Regions from separate parts of the Mus musculus genome. Here regions 1 and 2 are each linked to region 3. A link is a contact called in public Hi-C and promoter capture Hi-C data. All regions are on one chromosome and are shown on one strand. The core of a region is the stretch at or near the end of the contact, and the rest is flanking DNA. Distances in the headings are between cores, read along the strand shown. Region 1 overlaps Snd1 (staphylococcal nuclease and tudor domain containing 1). Region 2 overlaps Impdh1 (inosine monophosphate dehydrogenase 1). Region 3 holds the start of Lnclep (a long non-coding RNA gene).

Region 1 (3,676 bases), core at 593-3,092, 250 kb after region 3:
ACTGCTTTAACATGTACACCACCGTATTACTGGGTAGACATCTTCCCCACATCAGGACACACAAGCAAAGTACGTATGAGGCAGGGGAGGGGCGGTGGGCAGGAAAAAGTGGTAGTCTAGTGCTTAGAATGGTAGGGAGAGTAAAACTTCCTGCACAAAGCTCAGTCTGGCACAGTCCCTGATAATATGGGGGTGGAGTGGGGAAGGCTAGGATGCAAGAGCATGTGTGAGTTCACATATCTATGTGCTCATTTACCCAAGGAAAGAGGACAAAGACTGGGAAGGAGAGTGAGGGAAGAATGCAGGAGTCTAACAAGAGTGACTGTGACTGTTAACAATAGCTCCAGTCACTCAGAAGGCTTGAGAACAGGCTGTGTCTATCACAGACACAGTGAGAGTGCCTGCAGGACAGTGGAGCAGGACAGCCATAGCGGAACCTTTCAATCTTGCTTCTATCTGGCCACCATTCCTGGAAGAAGGGTTACTTTCTTTTAGGCACACCCTTCCTGTTCCATACAGTATGCCTGGTTCTTTTTACCATCCTGCACACCTCAGTAGATGGTTTTCTCTCCACTTCTCTCATACATACTTGCAAGCAAGCAAGCAAGCAAGCAAGCAAGCAAGCAAGCAAGCAAGCAAGCAAGCTCACTGCTTCTTCTGAGCTGTGTCATGAACCATGTCATTTGTACTATGCTAAATGCCTGAGTATATGCAAGAGGCTGGTGACAAGAAAATTATAAAGAGAATATAGGGCTATAAGTCCTTGTAATTATCTATTTGATGAAATAACATATTTGATAATAACAACTACTATTTGTGCCCATAGGTTTGGTCATTAAAAGAATTCATTGTGTGTACCCTTTGAATGTAAAACAAACAAAATAAAAGTGGCCAGCCCTGGACAGGTATCTTTCTGTGCTTTGCCTTCCACAATTTATAAGTTACTGGGGATGTCCTTTGGCCCAAAAACAGATCTCTCAAGATCAGAAGGCAATAAGATCTCTAAAAATGAAATGCTAGTGCTAGGGCCATATAAGCACGTTTGTGTTGGCATTTCCATCCCAGGCAACCTCTCTGGGAGGTACTAGCTGCTGAATGGCAAAGAGGACAGCTGTCTATAGAGGGCTGCCCCGTGAAGCAAATTCCACAGCATAACAGCCACAAGGAAAAGAAAACCAAGATCAATGTTTCATACAGAGTCAGGCCACTAAACAAAAACATCCTTTGTTTTGTGATTCAGCCTTAGCCAACAGTTGTTCAGGTTGGAGCCAGGAGGACAGGTGGATGTTCGGTAGGGATGTCTGGTATCTTCTAGTCTGCCTGGAGCTTCAAGCTCAGTCAATAATGATAGAAGTTCTGGGTTGCCAGAATATAGACTTCTTTACTTCTCTGAATACTCAGACAATTACCAGTCCATATCTAGGGAACAGAAAAGCAGATTCCTCTTCCAGAGGCAGCCTGGTGAGCATCCCAGAAGTCTGCTAGGGATCTTCAGGCCGGCAGGAGTGAGGAGACAGCAGGAGAAACTCCAAGGGCTCAGGATAGATGGAGACCACTGAAGTGACCTTGTGTGTTCAGACAGAGCTGACATTTATAATTTGTAGGCCCCTAACATTCTTATTTCCTTTTTACCAATGCTCTGGCAGGGATGTTGTAACATATTAATCTTTGTAGTTGAGTGATACGGTTTAAAATACTGCAGGCTTGGCTGCCATTCCCTCCCCTGGGGTCTCAAAATAACTCCACACAAATCATCTTTGCTAAACACTCACGCAGGCAGCTCTCTTCTGCTAGCACACACACACACATCTTATGTAAGGGAAGAAGCCACCCAGCTTGCTGGAAGACAGTGGCACTCCTAGAGAGGCAGCCGCAGTCTAGAGGCTAAGCTCAAGCTTACTCAGTGAGAGGATATCCAAGGAGGTTGAGGCCAGAGGGCTGCCCAGTTCACAACTGTCTGTAAATAAATGCAACTCAGCCACTTATTGACCTCTTACCACAGAGAAAGTCTACTCAGCTAGATTTGGGAAAGTAATGAGGAAAGAAGCTAATGTACCTCTCCTTAGAATCCACACAGTTTGCAGTGGAAGATGGCACAGATTTGAGGAACCCAAAGAAGAAACATGGGCAGCAAATGGGGGCACTGCAGAGCCTCTCAATACCTCTCCACAGGTACATAAAATAGTACCGGTCTCCAGACCACATTCATCTGGCCCGCATGTATGTGGATGGCTGAAGGAGAAGGCCCAAGATAGTTGGCCTATTTGCTAGATCCCAGCCAATCAGGGGGCACCTATGACTGAGATCTCCCACTTACAAGTAGTTTGCATCAACAGCACCCTCTCCCTGGCACAGTCAGTGTGCTCAAGCCCCAAATAATCACTTTATAGAGGCTGGGTGATGGATCTGCACTGCCAGACGCCCAGGTAGGCCTCAGGCCCTTCTGTCCTGATAGCCTTGATCAGGCTCAAGCTTGGTGACGCTCTGAAGTTTCCATCTTATCCAGTGTCGATTCTAGCCAAGCCTAGGGGCTGTGGGAAAGGTTACCCTACTTTCCTCAGAAGTGTCTTAGGGGAAACACAGGTCGCTTCAAAGCCCTCACTTCTCAAGGCTAGAGACAAATGCGCTGTCTTAAGGGCATGTGTGAAGTCCACACAGGCTGCTCTGTTACTCATTTCTCCTGGTCTTCCCACCTCAGTGATTCCTAGGTCTCCTCTGCTTTCTCATCCTTTCTCCTGACTGTTTCTCAAGAGGGGGAGCTTCATGGCAGCTCATCTTTGGCTACATTTTTTCCCAATCTCTGCCATCACTGAGCAATCACAGTTGTACAGCTGGGCTTCAATTTCACCATAAATTGAAGGAGATCTAAGAGCTAATATTCATTTCTGAATTTACCTGTACCTACAAATGTCTACAAGCATCTAACAGAAAAGGTTTCCAAAGTAATCAAAGGGAACCTTTTATTATTTATAACTCAGGAAATTGCTGTCCTTGTTGCCATCATTCATTACCAAACAACTAACAAAGTTCCAGAGATTCAAACATTACTTGGCAATTCTCCAGTCAGCTCTACTCGGTCACTGCACACTTAGTCAGGCTTCCTCAACTCTTCTCCAGTCAATGGCAGTCATATGCCAGCTACACATGCTCGTGTTGGTTCAGGGCTGTTCAAATCTACTCTCCACACTGTAGTTAAAGTGATCTAAAACTGGACATTGTAATGAAACAGGAGAACCTTAATTTATCTGGTAACATGGACCGCCATTACGGTCAAACTGGTAAGTGTTTAAACTGATTTCAGTTTTGAAGTTCAAAACAGAGAAAACTAAGCCATGATTAAAGAGGTCTGAACACTGGCTATGTCTGAAAGGAGGGCCCCAAGGGAGCATACTAGGATACTAGAAATAGTTTCTATTTTCATAGGAGTATTACTTGGGGGTTTGTACACAGATGAAAATTCAACAAGCAGCATACTTACAACTTTTATGTGATACCTAAAGAATCAAATAAAATATTATACAATGCCTTAGCTGTCTTCCACTGTTTCACTTACCTTTTCTTATCAGTTCCTATCTTACAAGCCAAGGATGGACTGGTGGGGGGAGAGGGGACTAGCATTTGTGAACCCAATAAACCTGGATAAAAATCTTCATATGTGCATCAATTTCTTGAAGCA
Region 2 (3,455 bases), core at 601-3,100, 170 kb before region 3:
GCCTGTGACCAGGGACCATAGGGAGGCCTGGCTCCGTCTCTCTCACCTGCCAACCTGCAGGCAAATGTTCCTGGCCCCACAGGTGATGACTCCGAGGGTCGAGCTGGTGGTGGCTCCAGCAGGTGTGACATTGAAAGAAGCAAATGAGATCTTGCAGCGCAGCAAGAAAGGTACCAGGGAGTACACACCCCAGCTTCCTGTACAGCAGAATTTCCATTATTCCTCAGCCTCTTGTGTTGGCCCAATAATGTCTTGGAGGAAACGTGAATAACCCTAGGCAGTCTGGAGCAGGTTTCCCGATACTCCGCTACCTGCTTACAGAAGCCCCAGTCCTAATTCAGTGTCTTCCCAATGTTTTTCCAATCTAGTCCTGAGAGGTGCTTGTCATAGTAAAAGAGCTTTCCGGTCTTAGAAGTCTGGGAAAGGACTGAGGAAGGGGGAAGGAAGTTCCAGGACAGCCAAAACTTCATTGGGGGGGGGGGGGCGGGGAACGACACCCTGTGTCAAAAACCAAAAGAAAGAAAAAAATTACCCATTGACTTCTCAGAGTCTTTGAAAAGTCCCGCAGTTAAATATATCCGATAGAGCGGCTGTTTGTATGACGTACATTAAGTTCCTGTGGGCTGTTGCTTCCCAGGTCCCCGGTGGAGAGTTCTTGGCATTTGCTTTGGGCAGAGAGGATCCATGTTCCTCCCTCAGGGCAGTCTCACATTAAGACCTTGTCTGGGTACTTTGTACAGTGACGTGCTCCAGCAAGTGAAAAGTTGCCAGGGTTCAGGGGCTGCCTGTCCCACCAAACCCGCATGGGCAGGAAGAGCCTTAGGAACGCTTGGGAAGGTTCTTTGCTTCCTGATCTCTGGGAAGAGGTCCAGGTCCTGGGTGGGTGCTGTCACCTAGTGGCTAGCTTAGGTACTTCAGGGGTCTCTCGTTCCATTTCCTTCCGGTTCTTCTACCCACTACCCTGCTTCTCTCTCCTCCTGGTCAGGGAAGCTGCCCATAGTCAACGATCAAGATGAGCTGGTAGCCATCATTGCGCGCACAGACCTGAAGAAGAACAGAGACTACCCTCTGGCCTCCAAGGACTCCCACAAACAGCTGTTGTGTGGGGCAGCTGTGGGCACCCGTGAGGATGACAAATACCGCCTGGACCTGCTCACTCAGGCCGGTGCTGACGTCATAGTACTAGTAAGGAGGTGACATAGTACTAGTAAGGAGGTGGCGGGTTCCCTGCATCAGGCTTGTGAGGCTCATTCACCTCCATTAAGCCTTTGCTCCCTCCCCACTTTGCTCTCTTTCGGCTTCTCTGGTATCAGAACTAGGCTAATTGTAGAGCCCAGAACAAACCATGGCCCTCCCTCCAAGGCTTTCTCCTCACATACAAGCTCATTTACCCTGATAATTATAACTCACACTCACTGAGAGGCCCCATTTGCCCGGCACTGAGCTCAGCTTTATACATGCTCACTTGTTTCACTCAGTGTTTAACTTAGTTAGCAGCAGCTCTCTGAGTGCTGGTCCCTAATTCCCGTGAGGGGACTTGGCTGTTTAGCTTGAGCCTTTTTGTCCCTGCTAACAGGATTCATCCCAGGGGAACTCAGTGTATCAGATCGCCATGGTGCACTATATCAAGCAGAAGTACCCCCACCTCCAAGTGATTGGGGGAAATGGTGAGTGTGGAGTGGCCCCCCTCAGCCCCCCAGAACTCCTAAGTGATGTCATTCTTCCAGGCATAGGGGATAAAGGGTAGGATGGGCTTTGGTGAGCATTTAGGTTGGGGGAGATATACTAAGATCCCAGGACATTCCTGGGCAGGGTGGGGACACTATCCTCACATTCCTCTGTCTGCTTCCTCCATCCCCAGTGGTGACAGCAGCCCAGGCCAAGAACTTGATTGATGCTGGTGTGGACGGGCTTCGTGTGGGCATGGGCTGTGGTTCCATCTGCATCACCCAGGAAGGTGGGTATCCGCAGGAGGAGGAGGAGGAGGAGGAAGGGCTGCCATTTAGAACCACTCTGGCCTCTTCTTCTATAGATACATGAGTATCTGCCCCACTAGGTGATTCTCGGGAGCAGGATTCTGGTCTGTGCTTTACCCTGTCTTGGCATAGTTGTGGGAAGAGGCAGGTATAGGCAGATGAGGACATGTGGCTTTTGGGAGTGGACCAACCTGCTTTTTGGACTGGTTGTGGGGACGCTGTTGGTATCACCCTCTAAGGTTGGTGTGACACTTTCTATAGTGTGTGTGTGTGTGTTGGAAGATAGCTGAGGGTTTGGATCCCATTTGTGACCAGATCATGCCAGTGGTGTGAAGGATACAAGTCTCTGAACATCCAGGGATTCCATAGACCCACATTGCCACGTGTAACAGAGCAGAATCCACCTCACCCCACAGCCCCCAGGTGAGGTTGAGAGCAAAGCCGTATTCCAAAGGAGGCCATCGGAACCCAGCTCTGGTATTAGCTGCTAATTCAAAGGACATCTTTACAGGAAGCCAGGCCTCCACAGCAGCTGGTGCTAGAGACCACCAGTCTTGAGGTCATGTGTCTGATGGCTCGCATTGATCCCCTGATCCATATCCTTTATGGTCCTGCTAGTTAGTGGTGGGTGACCTAGGAACCGAAAATGGCTTTCTCCCGCCTTAGGCCTCAGAAACACCATCTCTTACCATCCTTTCTCCATTGGCGGGGATAGATACAAGGAGACCACTGATCCATCTCTGTCCCTTACATTCCCCTTTCCCCAGTGATGGCCTGTGGCCGACCCCAGGGGACTGCTGTCTACAAGGTGGCCGAGTACGCCCGACGTTTTGGGGTGCCGGTAATAGCGGATGGTGGCATCCAGACCGTGGGCCATGTGGTCAAAGCCCTGGCACTTGGAGCCTCTACAGGTGAGGGGAACACTTGGTATTGAGGACTAGAAGCCGCCAGAGGGGCAGTCAGACTCCTGTGTGGAGGAGGAGGCATTTAGCCCTCAACCTTGATCTCTGCAGTAATGATGGGCTCCCTGCTGGCTGCCACCACGGAGGCGCCTGGTGAATACTTCTTCTCAGATGGGGTGAGGCTGAAGAAGTACCGGGGCATGGGTTCTCTGGACGCCATGGAGAAGAGCAGCAGCAGCCAGAAAAGATACTTCAGGTTTGTCTTCATGTTCTTGAACTCCCCCATGGCCTTGACTTTAGACGGATACCTGAGACCGCATTCCCAAGTTGTGGAGACTCACAGACATGCAAAGTGGCAGATGTAGCCCGACCTGACCAGAGACTCGGATATTGTTTCTCTTGTAGCCTAGTATGTGGCTACAAGAGAAACAATGTATGAGGCTGCTGTGGGGATCCTCTGGGCGGTATTCTATCTGTACCTTGGAGAGGCCGGGTGGGGTCCTCTGAGCCTCTGACTGCTCAGCTCAGCCTCCCCACCTTCCATGCAGTGAGGGGGATAAGGTGAAGATCGCACAAG
Region 3 (3,607 bases), core at 928-3,427:
TTCCTCATCGATGAACAGATCATGGTGGAATGTTTCTTTTTAGAGCAAGGATCAGCATAATGAGCAGGCCCTTTGTTCCATGTTCTTCTGAACTGCCTTGTTTACCAGCTGTCTTGCTAAACCTCAGCCTATGCCGGTAGCAGGCTGTTTAGGCCGGGTTATTCTAGAGCTTGGATCTTTAGTGGTTTAATGTTTAAGGATGCATCAGGGGCTTCCGATGGCCAGCCTGCGGCTGCTTCCGATGACAGATATCCATGCGTATGGCTCGTGACACTCTTCCCGTGGCATCCAGCAGAATTGGAGCTCCAAGCAGACCTGGTCTGCCAGTTGCAAAACGTCTTCCATACAAAGAGGCATGTCAGAATGCAAGCAACCGTCTGGGCATCATTACGGGGTTATGTGGAATCTGTTCTAATTGATTAAAACCAGGAAGATCATCAATCATTCGAAAGCCTCGACAGTTTGTTATTAGGTAGCCACTTGCCTATGACACACCTCAAAACTGCTCCAGGCATGCAGCATGTTAGGACACCGCTGTGGGAAAAACCGCTGGTCACGATGATGCCAGAGCCGCCAGTTGTGAAATGAAAACCAATGCCAGCTAACTAATTGTTTCAACTACCCTGTGCCAAAGAATCGATTGGGGAGAACATTTTGTCCACACTCACCCGATTGGCTTGGTGGTCTTGGTCCTGTAGAGATGCAGCCGGAGTATCAGGAATGTGGGCCTAGTGTCAGGTATCAGAATTCGAGGCTGGAAGGAGCCTCCAGAGAGAGAGTTTCATGCATTCCCTTCATGTCACCAACAAGGATCAGAGGGAGCAGCCAGGCTGCTGAAGGGCGCGCCACACAATTGTGGACTATTGTTTTCAGAAAGAGGTCAATGAGGGCACATCTTTGCCCACAGCATTTTTAACATTTTCGCAGCTATTTCAGAATCACGGTGCCCACTGAATGGCATTGCGTACTTTCTAAAAGTAGACAAGAATTTGAGAAACACCCCGTGGTGCAACTGTTCATTGCTTAAACCTACTGCTGACTCATTTGCCCTTCGATACTTCTTTACCAACATCGGTGGTGGCATCTGCTAGTTACTACCCCCTCCAAGTCTTAGTCTCCCTTGTTGGGCCGGGAATCAGGATGCAGTGACCTCACTTCCCCGAGTCCTCATTGGCTGGTGGGTGGGACTCTGAGGGTGAGGTCCTTGAAGGGAGCTCTGGGCACAGAGGTAGGCCCCCTGCCCTCCAGACTGGACTAAGTCATCTGTCACCCAGGGTGTAGACTATTCGGGCGTGAGGAGGGTCTGTGGCCCAGGGAAGCGAAGGTTCTCAGGCTTCATCTTTTCAATCAAGGCCAAAGGATCCCTCTAAACAAACCCCCTAAGGTGTTAAGGAGGAAACAGATGTTATTGGCAATATTCACAAACCATTCACAAGACCCTCTGGGATGACGTCTTCTTCACATTAACTCAACTGTGAAACTCCTTCATTCACTTGAACTCTCTGCCTCTTGAAAATGTCTTCCCTCTGAGAGAGGCAATTTGGTTGTGGTCCCTTTAACCACTCCTCCCCATTCCCAAGTGCAGTTAAGAAGCGCTGATATCTCAGGGCTTCAAGGGGGTGTGGGGAAAGGAGTTCCAAACCAGGGCTCTGTCTGGCCCTGAGGCGGAGGCGTGGGCTCGGGAGCCAAGAGCTAGGCTCAACACTGTCAGTGCCCAGCCCAGACCCTGGCAGTTATCCATCCTCACAGGCTCAGCGCAGGAGCAGTCTTTGGCATGCAAAGAGGACTCTTGGGCTTGGGGCCAAAAGCCAGCCCTTTACCCTAGATCAGCACAGGGAGTGGCCCCACCCTCGGAGAATGCACCTCTTTCCTTGTTTTCTGGGTTGATGTAGCTTAGAGAAATATTTGGGGCTTCGTAGGGGTAGGGGATCTGGGACTATGGAATTACAGGGTAACATCTTCCTCTCACAACAAATAGAAGGGAGGAGAGGACCCACGGTCTGAGAGTGGGTGGCTCTCTTTCCTGGACTTGATAGATTGTTTAAAAAGATATTGTGGAAGCTTGGCCCTTACCAAACCTTTTTTCCACTTGTTTTTATTACAAACTACAGACACACACACACACACATACACACATACACACACACATACACACACACATACACACACACACATACACACACATACACACACACACATACACACACACACACATACACACACACACACATACACACACACACATACACACACACATACACACACACATACACACACATACACACACACACATACACACACATACACACACACACATACACACACACACACATACACACACACACACATACACACACACACATACACACACACACACATACACACACACACACACATACACACACAAACACACACACACATACACACACACACATACACACACACACACACACACACACATACACACACACACACACATACACACACACACACACTATCAAGTGTTCCTTTGGGGCCACTAAGTTCAGAGTCTCGAAAACTCTAGAGGTGAAAGAATTCACAGCTGAAGAAATTAAGACTTTAAGGGAAAGTAGACTCAAGAGAACAAGGCCGGAATTAGATTATCCTTATAGCCGATTTTGGTTCAGGGAAGAACACAATCCAAGAACACACCAAATAAAGGACATTTTAGGGTGTGTCCATGACAGTTGCTCTTCTTGGGCTGGGACCTGAGAAGTAACTTCAGGTGCTGTCACTCCAGTGCTAAGCGAAAAGCTTCTATTTAGTTAACATTAAGTTCTTTAGCAATGACACGTGCTTTCTCCACACCCTTCACATCTACAACTTTAAATACCCTTTCTTCTCTAAGCTGTATATTTTCATCTGGCCCTTATCCATTTTTTCTGTTCTCTTTCTGTGAACCTGTTGAAAAGAAGTGGGCACTAACCATGCCACAGACTAAATGGTAGATTGTCTAGAAATGTCCTCTGCCAAACAAATCAGCCCACTGGCTTTGAATTCAGCCTCAAGCTCTCGGGACAAGAAGAGTGTAGCCACCTTAATCTGCCAGGATGTAATAGAATGGCCTCGTGTTCTGTTCCTGATAAGCCTTTGTCGCCCTCTGAAACATCATCAGTCAAAGCTTCACTACCTATGTGTACTGGACAGTTTTATGTCAACTTGACATAAGCTAAAATATCTGAGGCAATCACCTCAAGTAATTAAATGCCTCCATACGCCTGGTCCTGGTCTATAGGCAGGCTTAATAGGTCGTTTTCTTAATTAGTGATTGAGAGAGGGTCCAGTACATTGTGGGTGTGTTCATCCCTGGGCTGGTGGTTCTGGGTTCTGTAAGGAAGCAGACTGAGCAAGCCACAGGGAGCAAGCCAGTAAGCAGCATCCCTCTATGGCATCTGCTTTAGTTCCTGTCTCCAGTTCCTGCCCCGTTTGAGTTCCTGTCGTGACTTCCTCCAGTGATGAGCGGTGCTGAGGAATTGTAAGCCCGATGAACCCTTTCCTCCCCAAGGTGCTCTGGTCATGGAGTGCTGTTGCAGCAATAGAAACCCTAACTAGGACAGTATGTTTCTAGCAGTTCCTGGTCTTCCAC

What was found. Promoter capture Hi-C pulls out the DNA fragments that hold promoters and counts their contacts. Hi-C and Micro-C count contacts between places; a contact is called where the count stands out from the background.
Region 1: a contact with region 3 is called in a promoter capture Hi-C map of the 3T3-L1 cell line, with 5 times the contacts expected there. The contact joins the enhancer-like site here to the promoter of Lnclep in region 3. A contact is called at or near these places in 7 of 39 promoter capture datasets (the 3T3-L1 cell line, 3T3-L1-derived adipocytes, frontonasal cranial neural crest and 3 more), 1 of 484 Hi-C or Micro-C datasets (the 3T3-L1 cell line), 3 of 115 datasets of contacts at active chromatin or transcription factors (embryonic basal ganglia, embryonic stem cells and forebrain) and 1 of 9 other capture datasets (embryonic stem cells).
Region 2: a contact with region 3 is called in a Hi-C map of embryonic stem cells, with 2.0 times the contacts expected there. The contact joins the enhancer-like site here to the promoter of Lnclep in region 3. A contact is called at or near these places in 1 of 15 datasets of contacts at CTCF or cohesin (embryonic stem cells), 6 of 484 Hi-C or Micro-C datasets (the G1E-ER4 cell line, the HL-1 cell line, Sertoli cells and 1 more) and 2 of 9 other capture datasets (embryonic stem cells and pancreatic islet).

The regions. Positions count from the first base shown.
Region 1 is chr6:28,779,992-28,783,667 of GRCm38.p6, reverse strand. All of the region lies in intron 15 of Snd1 (staphylococcal nuclease and tudor domain containing 1), which reads right to left. Among named protein-coding and RNA genes, the nearest start is that of Lrrc4, 50 kb to the left of the region's middle. Within about 2 kb of position 1,842, at least 22 of the 459 cell types and tissues checked have an H3K27ac peak or open chromatin away from gene starts, as enhancers often do.
Region 2 is chr6:29,202,781-29,206,235 of GRCm38.p6, reverse strand. Impdh1 (inosine monophosphate dehydrogenase 1) reads left to right here. Exons shown (of 15, transcript NM_001302933.1): 7 at 83-170; 8 at 986-1,185; 9 at 1,577-1,667; 10 at 1,862-1,957; 11 at 2,744-2,887; 12 at 2,990-3,134; 13 at 3,427-3,455. Among named protein-coding and RNA genes, the nearest start is that of Impdh1, 12 kb to the left of the region's middle. Within about 2 kb of position 1,850, at least 42 of the 459 cell types and tissues checked have an H3K27ac peak or open chromatin away from gene starts, as enhancers often do. A contact at or near this core is called in the HL-1 cell line, embryonic stem cells and pancreatic islet, where this site is marked.
Region 3 is chr6:29,029,524-29,033,130 of GRCm38.p6, reverse strand. It overlaps Lnclep (a long non-coding RNA gene), which reads right to left and starts at 2,177. Exons shown (of 2, transcript XR_377380.2): 1 at 669-2,177.